Linked DNA regions of Mus musculus: all the other regions are linked to region 4. The links are chromatin contacts, called in public promoter capture Hi-C maps. All regions are on one chromosome and are shown on one strand. The core of a region is the stretch at or near the end of the contact, and the rest is flanking DNA. Distances in the headings are between cores, read along the strand shown. Region 1 holds the start of Bmyc (brain expressed myelocytomatosis oncogene). Region 2 holds the start of Lhx3 (LIM homeobox protein 3). Region 3 holds the start of Dipk1b (divergent protein kinase domain 1B). Region 4 holds the start of Spaca9 (sperm acrosome associated 9).

Region 1 (2,700 bases), core at 196-2,695, 3.0 Mb after region 4:
GAGGGCTGCCCAGACTCAGACTGCAAAGTCAAGTGTGGCCAGCAGTGGGCCCTGGTACTTGCTCAAGCAAAGTACCTAATGATCACAGCTCTGCTGTTGACTTGGTTCTTGTAGGATCAGCAACAGCCTAAATTGTAAGAGACAGTCTCCACTTCAGGTGACCACCACACCACCTCCCCGCATACACCCAGCAGTGTCTAAAGACAGAGGAGCCAGAGAGGCGAGGCACCGGTACTCTGGAGGTTTTTTTTGTTTGTTTGTTTGTTTTTTCCTGCCTCTCCTGATTCACCTTTTTGCTATGCTTCAGTAGTACCTTTATTTTATTTTTAAAATTATATCAATTGTTTAAAACCCCTCAGTCTATCTAACTTTGTTTATGCATCTATCTCATCTTTTGTCTTTTCCTCTTTCTTTTTTCTTTTCCTTTTTGGTCACATAAAGTTCCCCTTTCTTACTTTTAGTCTACTTTTAGCAGTAGTATTGTCTGTAGCTCCTCGGTTCCTTATTTTGCTATGTTTCATAAAGCTGTTTTTTTTTTAAGCATGGGCTCAACATATTTCCGAATTACTTTGATTTTCTTTAAACAATAAAAAAGAATCAGCTTTTGAAAGGAAAATATACCTTTTTATATTTCATATCCTAAAATCTTGTATAACTGATAAGACGTTTTTATTGATGTTATTTACACTTAAGGGTCCAGCTGATGTTGGAAAATTGATATACTTTAAGATTCCTTTTTTAAACAAATACAAATCTGTTAAGGGGAGTGAGGAAGGGTGGCAAGCTTAAAAAAGAAAAGAGGGAGGGGAGGGTTCTCTTACGCCCAGGATTTGAGGCAGTTAACATGGCTGAAGCTTACAGTCCAAAGCCCCCCGTGCTGTGCGCTCAGGTGTTGCAGGTGCAGTCTGGAGGCGTAGCAGGCTCCACGTCGGCGGCCAGGCTCACGCCGGTGCCTTCTTTGCGCACAGCCTGGTAGGGGTCCAGCTTGGAGACCAGCTTGGCGGAGGCCGAGAAGCCATTCCACATACAGTCCTGCAGGATGATGTTCTTCACGAAGGTCTCGTCATCCGGGTCGCAGACGAAGCTCTGCTTCACCGCGTCTCCTCCTGGCAGCTCGGGCAGGTCTGCGATGGAGAAGCTATCACCGTCGTGGTCCCTGGGGGCGAAAGACACGGCGACCGCTTCGCAGGGAGGCGAGTAGAGCCCGGCGTGGCCCGGGGACGGGCGCGGCGTGGGCAGCAGCTCGAATTTCTTCCAGATGTCCTCGCTGGGCGCTGGCGGCTGCGGCGGCTGCTGGTGGTGCACGTCCTCCTCCTCATCGTCGCACATGAAGTATGGCTGCACCGAGTCATAGTCCAGGTCGCGGTTGCCGTTAGCGAGGCTCACGTGGAGGGGCATGGTCGCGGCGTTGCGTTTGGAGGCGACCCGGAGGGGTGCAGGGCTGCTGCGGAAACCTGGCGCGCTGCGCAGCAGCCCCGAACCACTCCCCTTCCCAGACCCTCACTTCCGACAATCCCGACAGTCCCTTCACCAGGCTCGGTCTCCGGCTGCAGCGGAGGGAGGAGGCGTCAGCTCGTCGCCAGACGCCACGCTCAAAGTATCGCGCCACCTTACGGAGAGGGGCTATAGGCGCTGCATCCTACGTGCACAGGATACATTTTCGTGGACGCAGATAACCTATTCTCCGCATACTCTCACTCATTTCCTGCTAGTGTCTACCTCTCCACCTCTCAGTCCTCTTCGTTCGCCCAGTGACTCTTCTACTTTCATGTCATTTGTAACACGTGTGATTTCATGTACCTATGAAATCGAGAACCCATGGATGAAAAAAGCAAAGATCTTGTCTCTCTGAGACTGACTTAATTCATTTAATATGATACTCTCCAATTCCATCCATTTCTTGCAAATGACACTCTTTGCTCTCATTTATGACTGAAAATGTTCCACTTCCACATACGAACCACATCTTTATTGTCCGTTCCTCTGACGATGGACACCTTGGTTCCGGAACAGCTATTGTGGAAATGTCCGTAATAAACCCGCGTTCAAGGATCTCTGTGGTGGCATACTTGCTTCGGGTCTTCAAGGGTTTTCTTAAAGCTACACTATTTTTTTTATTTATTTATATCATTTTAAGTGTATGAATGATTTGCCTGCATATATGTAAGTGCATCATCACCTACATGCCCAGTCCCCATGGAGACCCAAAGAGGAAGACTGATCCCCTGGAACTGTGTCAGGACAGTGTGAGCCTCTGTGTGAGTGCTGCGAACTAAGGCCCAGGACCTCTGGATCTCTGCGAGAGATCTTAACTACAGAGACCATCTCCAGCATCATCCCACACACCTGTAATGAGTATATGATGCTTGCATCTATGAATGGCTCCTGCAAATTTTCTAAAATGTAGATACAAATATGTGTGAGCTACACATTAAATTTAGGCATGAATTAAACTTCTAAAACACTTTATGATTAAATATTACATAATGCCAAGCAGTCAAGGCAGCTCATACATTGGAAGGCTGAGGCAGGAGGATTACCATGGCTGGGCTACATAGTAAGTTCCAGGATATCCTGGTCTACATAGTGAGAACTTGGCTCAAACAAACAAGAAAATCCATAACACAGAATTCTTTAAAAAAAATTAAAAGATCTAACCTATTTTCTCTTTTCTTTCCTTATTTTATATCAAATTTTTAG
Region 2 (2,700 bases), core at 183-2,682, 2.5 Mb after region 4:
AAAAAAAGTACAAGGTGACAGCAGGCAGGAGAACAGGAAAGCTACAGGGTCAACAGTGACCAGAAAGGCCTGGGGCTGGTCCTAGAGATTGAATGTCCCACAGCTTCCAGAACTGCTTTGGCTTGCAGCAAGAATCCCCAGGCCAAGTCTCCCGCTTGAACTCTGATTCCCCAAGGGCCATTTCACTGCCACGGACGTTGGGAAATAATGGAGGCATTGTTGGCGGCAAGCCAGATGCCCAACAGTGTGGAGCCGCCCCTTCCCTAGTCTAGCCATACATGGCCCCCGCCCCACTGCCCTCTGCAGCAGCTGACACTCAATGGCTCACATCTCAGCTCACCCAGCACCCATTTCACTCCAAGCTAGTGTTCCCTGACCTCGGAATAACAAGTACAGAGCAACATGAAGGGACGGCTGCAGGCACAGGGCTCTTTCCGAGGCAGCAGCTGTGCTGGGACCAAGTGGAGAATCTTGCGTTCTTTCATTCATCCTTCCCATTCTGGGGTCTGATCGGTCACAGTCCTAGGGATGGAGGCAGAACAGGACAAGAAGAGGAACCAGGAGGGTGGCAGCAACCTGCTGATTCTGCAAACACTTCTAGGGTGTCCCTAATTGTTACCAGGGCACTATACCCTGCTGGATTCTAGTTCCTACCAGGAACTGCATAGGTCTGGCGCTGTCTCCTGGCTGGGTAGTAGGAGCCCTCAGTGAGGGCTCATGCAAGGATAGGATGATGGGTTCTGGTGGGCTCACCTGTTCGAATGGGGATGAGATGTGGAAATCCAGGTGCAGGGATTGTTCTAAGGAATTGGGGTGGGGAAGTAAGGGTAGATCTCAGGGCTTCCGCAGCTCAACCCTTTTCTGGCCTAGAGTCTTGGTGTGTTCCCGCAGAGGACACCGGATCTGAGGTCCTAAGAATCGTTCCTTCTCGCTGTACTGGCTCCAGGAGGCACTTCTAGTGGTGGGGTCCAGAGTGTCAGAGTTGGGGGACCTTCAAATCGAGCTCCTCGTAGCTCTACTGTGGCTTCTTTGCCACCACGTTCCCTCGCGATGGCTATCAGGTTGCCCTTCTGCTGACCAGGTGTGGTCTCAATGCTGTCCAGCTCCGGTTCAGAGTCTAAACGTGAGCAAAGAGAACGCAGTTCCCTCCCTGCCGCTTCCCTCGGGACCTCAGCCTTCCGGGAGGCTTAGCGAACTTGCTTGGGGCAGGGGCGAGCATCTGTAGGAAGCCTTGAGTGGTTACTGCGCTGTCTCCGTCCTCGGGAAGTGCAAGCCAGACGGCTTCTAGGCACCTCGGTTCCGGCTGAAAGGTGCACAGTCTCCAGTGGCCTCCAGTGGCCCCGGGAGCGTCTCTGCGACCCCCGGCCCAGCCCCGCCCCGCGGCCCCGCCCCCCACCGCTCCGCCCTCCGCGGGCCCGAGGCTTGGCGCCCAGAGGCCTCCCGTGGGCACAGCGCCCAGCAGCGACACGAGTCGCTCCGACGCCAGCTCGGAGTCCCTGCAACGGTGGCCTCGCCAGACCCAGGGGAAGTTCAGGGTCGGAGGGCGGCAGCACCAGGCACCTGGCCCCATGGAAGCTCGCGGGGAGCTGGACCCGTCCCGGGAATCCGCGGGCGGAGACCTGCTGCTGGCGTTGTTGGCGCGAAGGGCTGACCTGCGCCGAGGTGGGTGCCCGACGGAGAGGCTGCACTGAACAGGCCCAGATGTCCTCGGCTTTTTCTGGCCCTTGTGCGGAGGCCAGCAGAAGCCAAGGTATCTGGACAAGGGTGTGTCTGAGGGGCTCTGACATGGCTAAGCAAAGGCATCTCAAACCTCCAAAGTGTGTGGCCCTCCTGGTGCTGTGTTGTCCTGGCTTTGGGAGCCCTTGGTGATCCAGGAACGGTTTAGGAGACCTTTTGCAGCTCTGAGCTGGCTGAGGCCCCTGAGCTGGAGGGAGCATGTGAAGATGTTTCAGGACTCAGGAATCAGGGAGCAGGAGTTTCTCCTTAGGAACTGCCTTCACTCAGTTCCTTTCCCCCCATTTTCAGCGAGATCAGGTCTGGGTCATGCTGAACTCATCTCCCCTGAGTCGAGTCTTAGTGTCTGCACCGGCAGTTTACCACTAGGCTGGTGGTCAAGACGCGATTACAGGGAAAAGTGGAACTTGTCCGGGCCCCCAGTTTCTTGATCGTACCAGTCTTTTTGCAGGGCTTTGGTTCTGGGGAATAAAAGCGCTCTCCGTTTTCAAGCTGAGAGTATAACAGGATAGGAAAAGAGGAAGTTAGGCTGGCAGAAGGTCTGTCGAAGCAAGTGGGAAAAGGATTCTATGCAGACTGGGGGTATCGGATATGGCCTACTTGCTTATTTATTTATTTATTTATTTATTTATTTATTTTCCAATGGTTTATGGGATGGGTTACCCGCAGGAGCTGGGAGGAAGAGATGGGAGGGGGGATGAGAAAGGGAGGGAGGAAAGCTTGGTAAGCTAGGCTCCAGAGAGAGTTCTGTGAGGCTTGCTAGAGCACTGTTGGCTCCCGAGGCTCCACTGGGCCCTCCAACTCTGTGTAGGAAACTGTACTGAGACTGGAGTTCACCATGCCACGTAAGCAAGAGGAGATCGAGGGTGGCTTCACTGGGAGGCTTGACGGTGGCGACGGCTTTTGTAGGAAGCGGGTGTCCCCGTGTCCCTGCTGTGGGCTTCTTGGCCGAGGCGCTGTCCGTGC
Region 3 (2,700 bases), core at 27-2,526, 2.1 Mb after region 4:
TTTGATGGTTTACCTGGCCTCTGTCTGACGCAGCTCTTCTCCAGGATCCCTGAGTCTTTGCTCACCCCGGGGCGGGACTCACCACAGTGGTACTCAAAAGCTCGCACAGATTTCTGCCACTCAGTGGGGAACAAGTTGGCAAGCCCTGGGCCCATAATTTTCGAGGCTGAACAGTCCAGCTCCAGAAAAGTCACATGGAAGGTGGGAAGGTCATTACAGGGATAGTAACTGCACAGCAAACTCCCTGCCCAGGAAACCCGGGCCAGGTGGCAGGTGCCCTAGTGTTTCCCACGCAGGAAACTGAGGCTTGGGGCAGGAAGGGCTCAGCCAGTGGCTCTCTCTGAACCAGCCCCACTGGGAACTGGCCCAAACCCCTCTCCTGCCACTCCTGGGTCCACACATTGCTGAGTCAGGGCCTAGCTTCAGGGCTAGGGGTATGGGTACACCCCATCTCCTGGCACAAGAAGGGTCCCCCATACACCTCAGGTCACGAACCCAACCTAGGCCTGAGCATGGATCACAGCACAAGCTACTGCCTCTGGAAGAGGGCAGACAAGGGCATCTGGGCCTGGAAGAGCTCTGCATCCAACAGGCTTCAGTCCTCATCCTTTATGTAAAACAGTCTAAGGGAGGCCAGGCCCCAGGACAAAGGCATCCTCCAGCATCCTCAGGACGGCCCTTCAGAGAGACCTTGGCTAGACTGGTGAGGGCTGGCTCCTTCCTGTAGGCTCTAAGGACCGTGGCAACCAGCGGCTGGAGCCCAGAGGCCTGACTCCATCACCTCAAAGCATGAGGGGAGGGGCCTCTTCTGCAGACAGGAGCTGGCCCTCCACTGGCCCAAGGTCACCACAGCCCCTGTTTCCAGCTGTCTCAAGAACTGGCCAGGGGCTGGCCAAGTTTGCTATTCCAGAATTTTTTTTTTAAGTTGCGAAGGTTAGAAAGGACTCCGGTGCACCCGCGTGCACCCATCGACCCTCGCCATCCCACGCCCTGCCCCTCCCCGTGTGGTAGCACCTGGCCGGCTGCGGCTTACCTGCAGGCCCTTGGAGAAGGGGCAGAGGAGCACTAGGTGCACCAAGCGCCGCAGCCGCCGCATGATGGGCTCCGGCCCCGGCTGCGGAACCCCGCGGCTGGCTCGGCCTCAGCCCCAGCCCGGCCAGGCCCGCAGCGGCCGCCGCTCGCTCTCCATGCGGGCCGCTCGTCCTCGGCTCGCGTTAAAGGCAAGGCGCGTGCCTTTCTGAGCAAGGACCGCGACGCACGCGCGGGGAGACGGCCTGGAGGAGGGGCGTGCACGCGCGGGAAGATGGACAGAGGGGCGTGCGCGCGCGTGTGGAGACAAACGGAAGGGGCGTGCACGCGCGTGGGAGGACTGGCGCGCGGCCCCGCGGCTAGTCTAGCTCTCCCGCTGGGGACCTACGCCACCCCCCACCCCCCCACCCCCAACCTCCCGAGAGCTCCGGGACCCGCTACGGCAACCCTGTGTGAGCATGAAACACCGGGGCAGGCTGGCGCTGAGGACCTGTAAGGTCCCCGCCTGCGCTTGCGCATTTCTTCCACCTTTTCAAGGGTAAAAGACGTTGATGGATCTGCCCCCATCCCTCCCCAGTATGCAGGTGAGGCTAGTCAGTCCTGAGGCCACCACCTCTGGCACCGAGAGTCTTCAGCCCTTGTTGCACCGGGGCATAGGGAAGGACCCACAGCCCACGCGGTCAGCAACTACTCCTGAGAACCAGTTTCTTCTGATTTCTGCCCATGGACAGACACGCCCCTCTCCTGTGACTCCCATTTAGGGTGATTAGGAAAGCAGCAGCTGACCTTAGTTAGAGGCTTATTGAACTTAGCAGACAATGGCCAGAATGCACCGTCCACCATGCGCATCAGCTGCCCTCAATCCTCACCCACACCTTTCTTAGGGGTTCTATAGCGATGTCATATGCATTCCCAGGGAATACGCCTTCCCCTGTGCCCCAGTGCTGTCCATATATATATGCCTTGCAAAATGATAAAAGACAGCTTTAGTTTAAGGATGTTAATTGCTTCGCAATTAGTGAACCAGGCCAACCTTCTCTTCATAAAAGTGGAGCGAGAGTCCCATGAGCCCAGCTGAAGGGTTTGGATTTATAAGCTAGAAAGGCTGAAGAGAACTAGAGCCAGGAGCAGGTCACAAAACAAATGGAAAATAGCATCAAGTCTGTGTCCCAGAAACCAAGAAGCAGAAGCAGAAAGACCAGCCTGGCCTATGTTTCAAATTCCAGACTAGCCAGAAGCCCAAAGGGAGACCCTGCCTCAAGGAAGGAAAGAAGGAAGGAAGGGAGAGAGGCTGGAAGAAAGGGATGGAAGGAGGGAGGAAGAGAGGAAAGAAGAAAGGAAAGAAAGGAGAGAGGGAGGGAAGGAGGGAGGGAGAAAAGAAGGAAGGAGAAAAAAGAAGGGAAACATGGGATTGTTTCATTATCGCACCAATTATAAACGAGCTGCTTAAGCAGTTTGACTATTTTATTATGTCTTCAATCTTGATTTTGCAGGTCAGATAAACAATGTAGTTTAAGTGTGGTGACGGGAAGGCTGAAAAAAATGACTCAGCAGCTGAAAGCACTTATTGTGAAAACATAAAGATTGAAATTCAAATTTCAGCATCCATGTAGCAGATCGAGCATCCTGCGCACACCTGTAACCCAGGTTACAGGTTGAGTGGAGCCGTTG
Region 4 (2,700 bases), core at 65-2,564:
CTATGTAGAAAATATGCTGCCCCAGAGGAGACCACCTGGATAGGGATGCCATCTAAAACTTATACGGTCCCCTACTTGTCCTAACAGGGTCAAAGACACCCTCATGAGACAAAACACATGTGTCTTTTGCCTGACGGCTGAGACAATCGGTTTGGTCCTGGGAACTGGAATTTCCCAGGAACCTCATGCCAGGAGAAGGAAAAGGCTGGCACCAGCCAGAGGGGCGGGTCTCCTGGGAAGTTTTCCTCCAACTTGTCAGACCACCTTGCAGGAGGGAGTGGAACGGAGACAGATATGGGTCAGTGAGGTGCGGGATCACACTAGACTTGTGTGGACCCCAAAACTAGCCCCGGGAAGCAGGTCACTGAACTTCTTGAACGTGTTCCTCCTTCCATTGTGGTCACAGGAAATAAGCCTTTCTCTGACTTTTTCTTTTTTTCTGTTGCTTATCTCTTTAACTGGTCTTGGAGTGAGGTGGGTGAGCCTAGCTTGTTAGGGCTTCCAAGGCCCAGCTTAGGTAAGACTCAGGGCTCAGGAACCGGCTGAGGTTTCCCATACAATGCCAGAAGAGGCCCTGGAGACTACTGCGCCATTTCACAGGTGGGGAAACTGAGGAAAGGGATTTCCCCCCAGACCATGCTGCCGGCCCGGCCCGGTAGCCGTATTCCCTATCCTCGGGCGCCTGATCACCTGCATCATCTCGAAAATGTAGTAGTCTTCCCCGTACTGAGGCATTTCCGGGGGAATGCGATGAGGGGCTGTGGTTGCATCCATGTTTCCGACAGCGCTCCGCTCCTTAGTAACGGCGTTGCTGGGACGCCAAGCTATGCGTCATCGGTGAGCGCCTCAGCTGGGGCGAGTCCTGGTCCCGGATTCCATCCACCGAGGTCCTGATCTGCAGTCGGCTCTCCCTCCCCAGGGCCACAAAGCAAACCCCAGAACGCCTGTGGAGCTACAGAGCAATGGGGGATCGGATGACAGAATAAATCCTGCTTCTGGTGTAGCCAACTGTGCGGATCTGGGCGCTGGAAGCTGACCCTGCTCCCTGGATCTCAGTTTCCCCATCTTTAAATGAAAGACGCTGGGGCAGACGTGGGACCGGTTTCTACAGGAGGAAAAGTCATATGCGCCCAGATCATATGGGGGTGGGGGTGGGGGGAAACTGGGCGGGTCTCCTGGTTTGGGCGGCCGGCCGAGTCATGTGACCGGGTTGCCATAGCACCTGTGGTCACAATCGGCCAAGCCTGCCTGGCCTCTATGGCCTCGACCCCGCCCACGCCCATTTCCTGAGGGGCCTTCCCGCCCTCGGGGCCGCACACCCACGGAGGCACTGCAAGCTTCTGGGCACTCTGTGAGGCGAAGGCCAGTCCAAGTCAAACCAGGGTAAAGGGGGATGGAGCGCCGGCGACGAGCTGGGTCGAAAACACTATGGGAGTGGGGGAGAAAGAGGTGGAGGTGTCCTGGCCTAGGGGGAGGAAAGCTGCGTGTAGCTGTGGAAGAGGCAAGGGTGGCATCGTGGAGGAAGGACTCTGTGTAGTAACCCAGAGGGAGGTACACACAGCCTACGATGATAGCCACAAGTCCAACTCTAGATGTTGTAAATTTGACAGATTTACAGTGAGCCTAAGTTTCTACCCTGAGCAGTGGGGAACACTCAGGCATTCCTCCCACAACTACCCTGAAGTCCCCGACAGTGACTGGCCTATAGGGAGTGGACAGTGTGGGTACATAGTGATATCTCACTTAATCTTTAGACTAATCTTAATCTCACCTCACTTTGGACAACAATCGTTCCTGTCTCACAAGTTTTATCTTTATGTATTAATGTGTATAAGGGTGGGACAGAGGAAGAGCAGAGGCTGGGAAAGGGACTTTGGAACCCTGGAGCCAGAGTTGCAAGCAGTGAGCCAATAGATCTAGGTGCTGAGAACTAAACCCAGGCCCTCTGGAAGAGCAGCAAGTGCTGGGGACCGAGTCACTCCTGCTCCTGTAGCTCACCTGTTTGCATGGGTCAAGCTGGAGGAGCTCTCAGGGGCTCCGGGGGCCACAGCACCAGGCAGTGTCAAGTCAGATGAAAACCTTCTGCTCCGAAGACAGACAAGACACTGCAGAATAAGACAGGCCAGAGGAGTTAGCTGGTGGCTTTGGGCAAGTCATTTCCTCTTTCTGGATTTCTTCCCTCGACAGCTGCTGGGCACAGAGAGGAAGTTTCAATAGCTTGAAGAGTTTCTATCCAATCCCCCACCTTTTACAGAAACAGAGGCTAAGGCCTAGCAAAGGGGAAAAGTCTTGCCCAGGGGCTGAGAATGAAATCAGAGGGAGCCTCAAGGCTGAGAGCTAGCGTTCTGACCTGGGATAATGACACCTGCCCATGTAAAGCCACAGCGCAGCCCTCTGTCCCCGAGACCTGCTTCCTCAAAGGCCTCAGGCCTCGGTAGACTTGTCAGCTGGGGAAGCAAAGATGAGGCCTCCCCAACAAAGAAAGCAGCAGCCACACTGCAGCTTGCACTGGGGGGGGGGGGGTTCAGTGTGCTTCCTGGACATTTTTGAAGTGGCTTTCGTCTCCGCTCATTTATTTTAAGCCCTAGGCGCTTTTCATACTGCGATCTAATCTTCTTTAGCAGCCTGGAAAAATACAAATCAATTAAAGCCTCAAACCTATGGGGTAATCACCTTTCCCTCCCTTCTCCCCCAGAGAGA

What was found. Promoter capture Hi-C pulls out the DNA fragments that hold promoters and counts their contacts.
Region 1: a promoter capture Hi-C map of liver shows a contact between it and region 4, with 4 times the contacts expected there. The contact joins the promoter of Bmyc here to the promoter of Spaca9 in region 4. A contact is called at or near these places in 2 of 39 promoter capture datasets (both in liver).
Region 2: a contact with region 4 is called in a promoter capture Hi-C map of liver, with 3 times the contacts expected there. The contact joins the promoter of Lhx3 here to the promoter of Spaca9 in region 4. A contact is called at or near these places in 2 of 39 promoter capture datasets (both in liver).
Region 3: a promoter capture Hi-C map of hippocampal neurons shows a contact between it and region 4, with 4 times the contacts expected there. The contact joins the promoter of Dipk1b here to the promoter of Spaca9 in region 4. A contact is called at or near these places in 2 of 39 promoter capture datasets (hippocampal neurons and liver).

Annotation. Positions count from the first base shown.
Region 1 is chr2:25,705,624-25,708,323 of GRCm38.p6, reverse strand. It overlaps Bmyc (brain expressed myelocytomatosis oncogene), which reads right to left and starts at 1,445. Exons shown (of 1, transcript NM_023326.2): 1 at 603-1,445. The coding sequence starts at 1,398. The coding sequence ends at 886.
Region 2 is chr2:26,205,307-26,208,006 of GRCm38.p6, reverse strand. It overlaps Lhx3 (LIM homeobox protein 3), which reads left to right and starts at 1,432. Exons shown (of 6, transcript NM_001039653.2): 1 at 1,432-1,662. The coding sequence starts at 1,569.
Region 3 is chr2:26,627,033-26,629,732 of GRCm38.p6, reverse strand. It overlaps Dipk1b (divergent protein kinase domain 1B), which reads right to left and starts at 1,276. Exons shown (of 5, transcript NM_019833.3): 1 at 1,034-1,276. The coding sequence starts at 1,096.
Region 4 is chr2:28,698,265-28,700,964 of GRCm38.p6, reverse strand. It overlaps Spaca9 (sperm acrosome associated 9), which reads left to right and starts at 1,314. Exons shown (of 5, transcript NM_027283.1): 1 at 1,314-1,383. It overlaps Ak8 (adenylate kinase 8), which reads right to left and starts at 804. Exons shown (of 13, transcript NM_001033874.2): 1 at 691-804. The coding sequence starts at 774.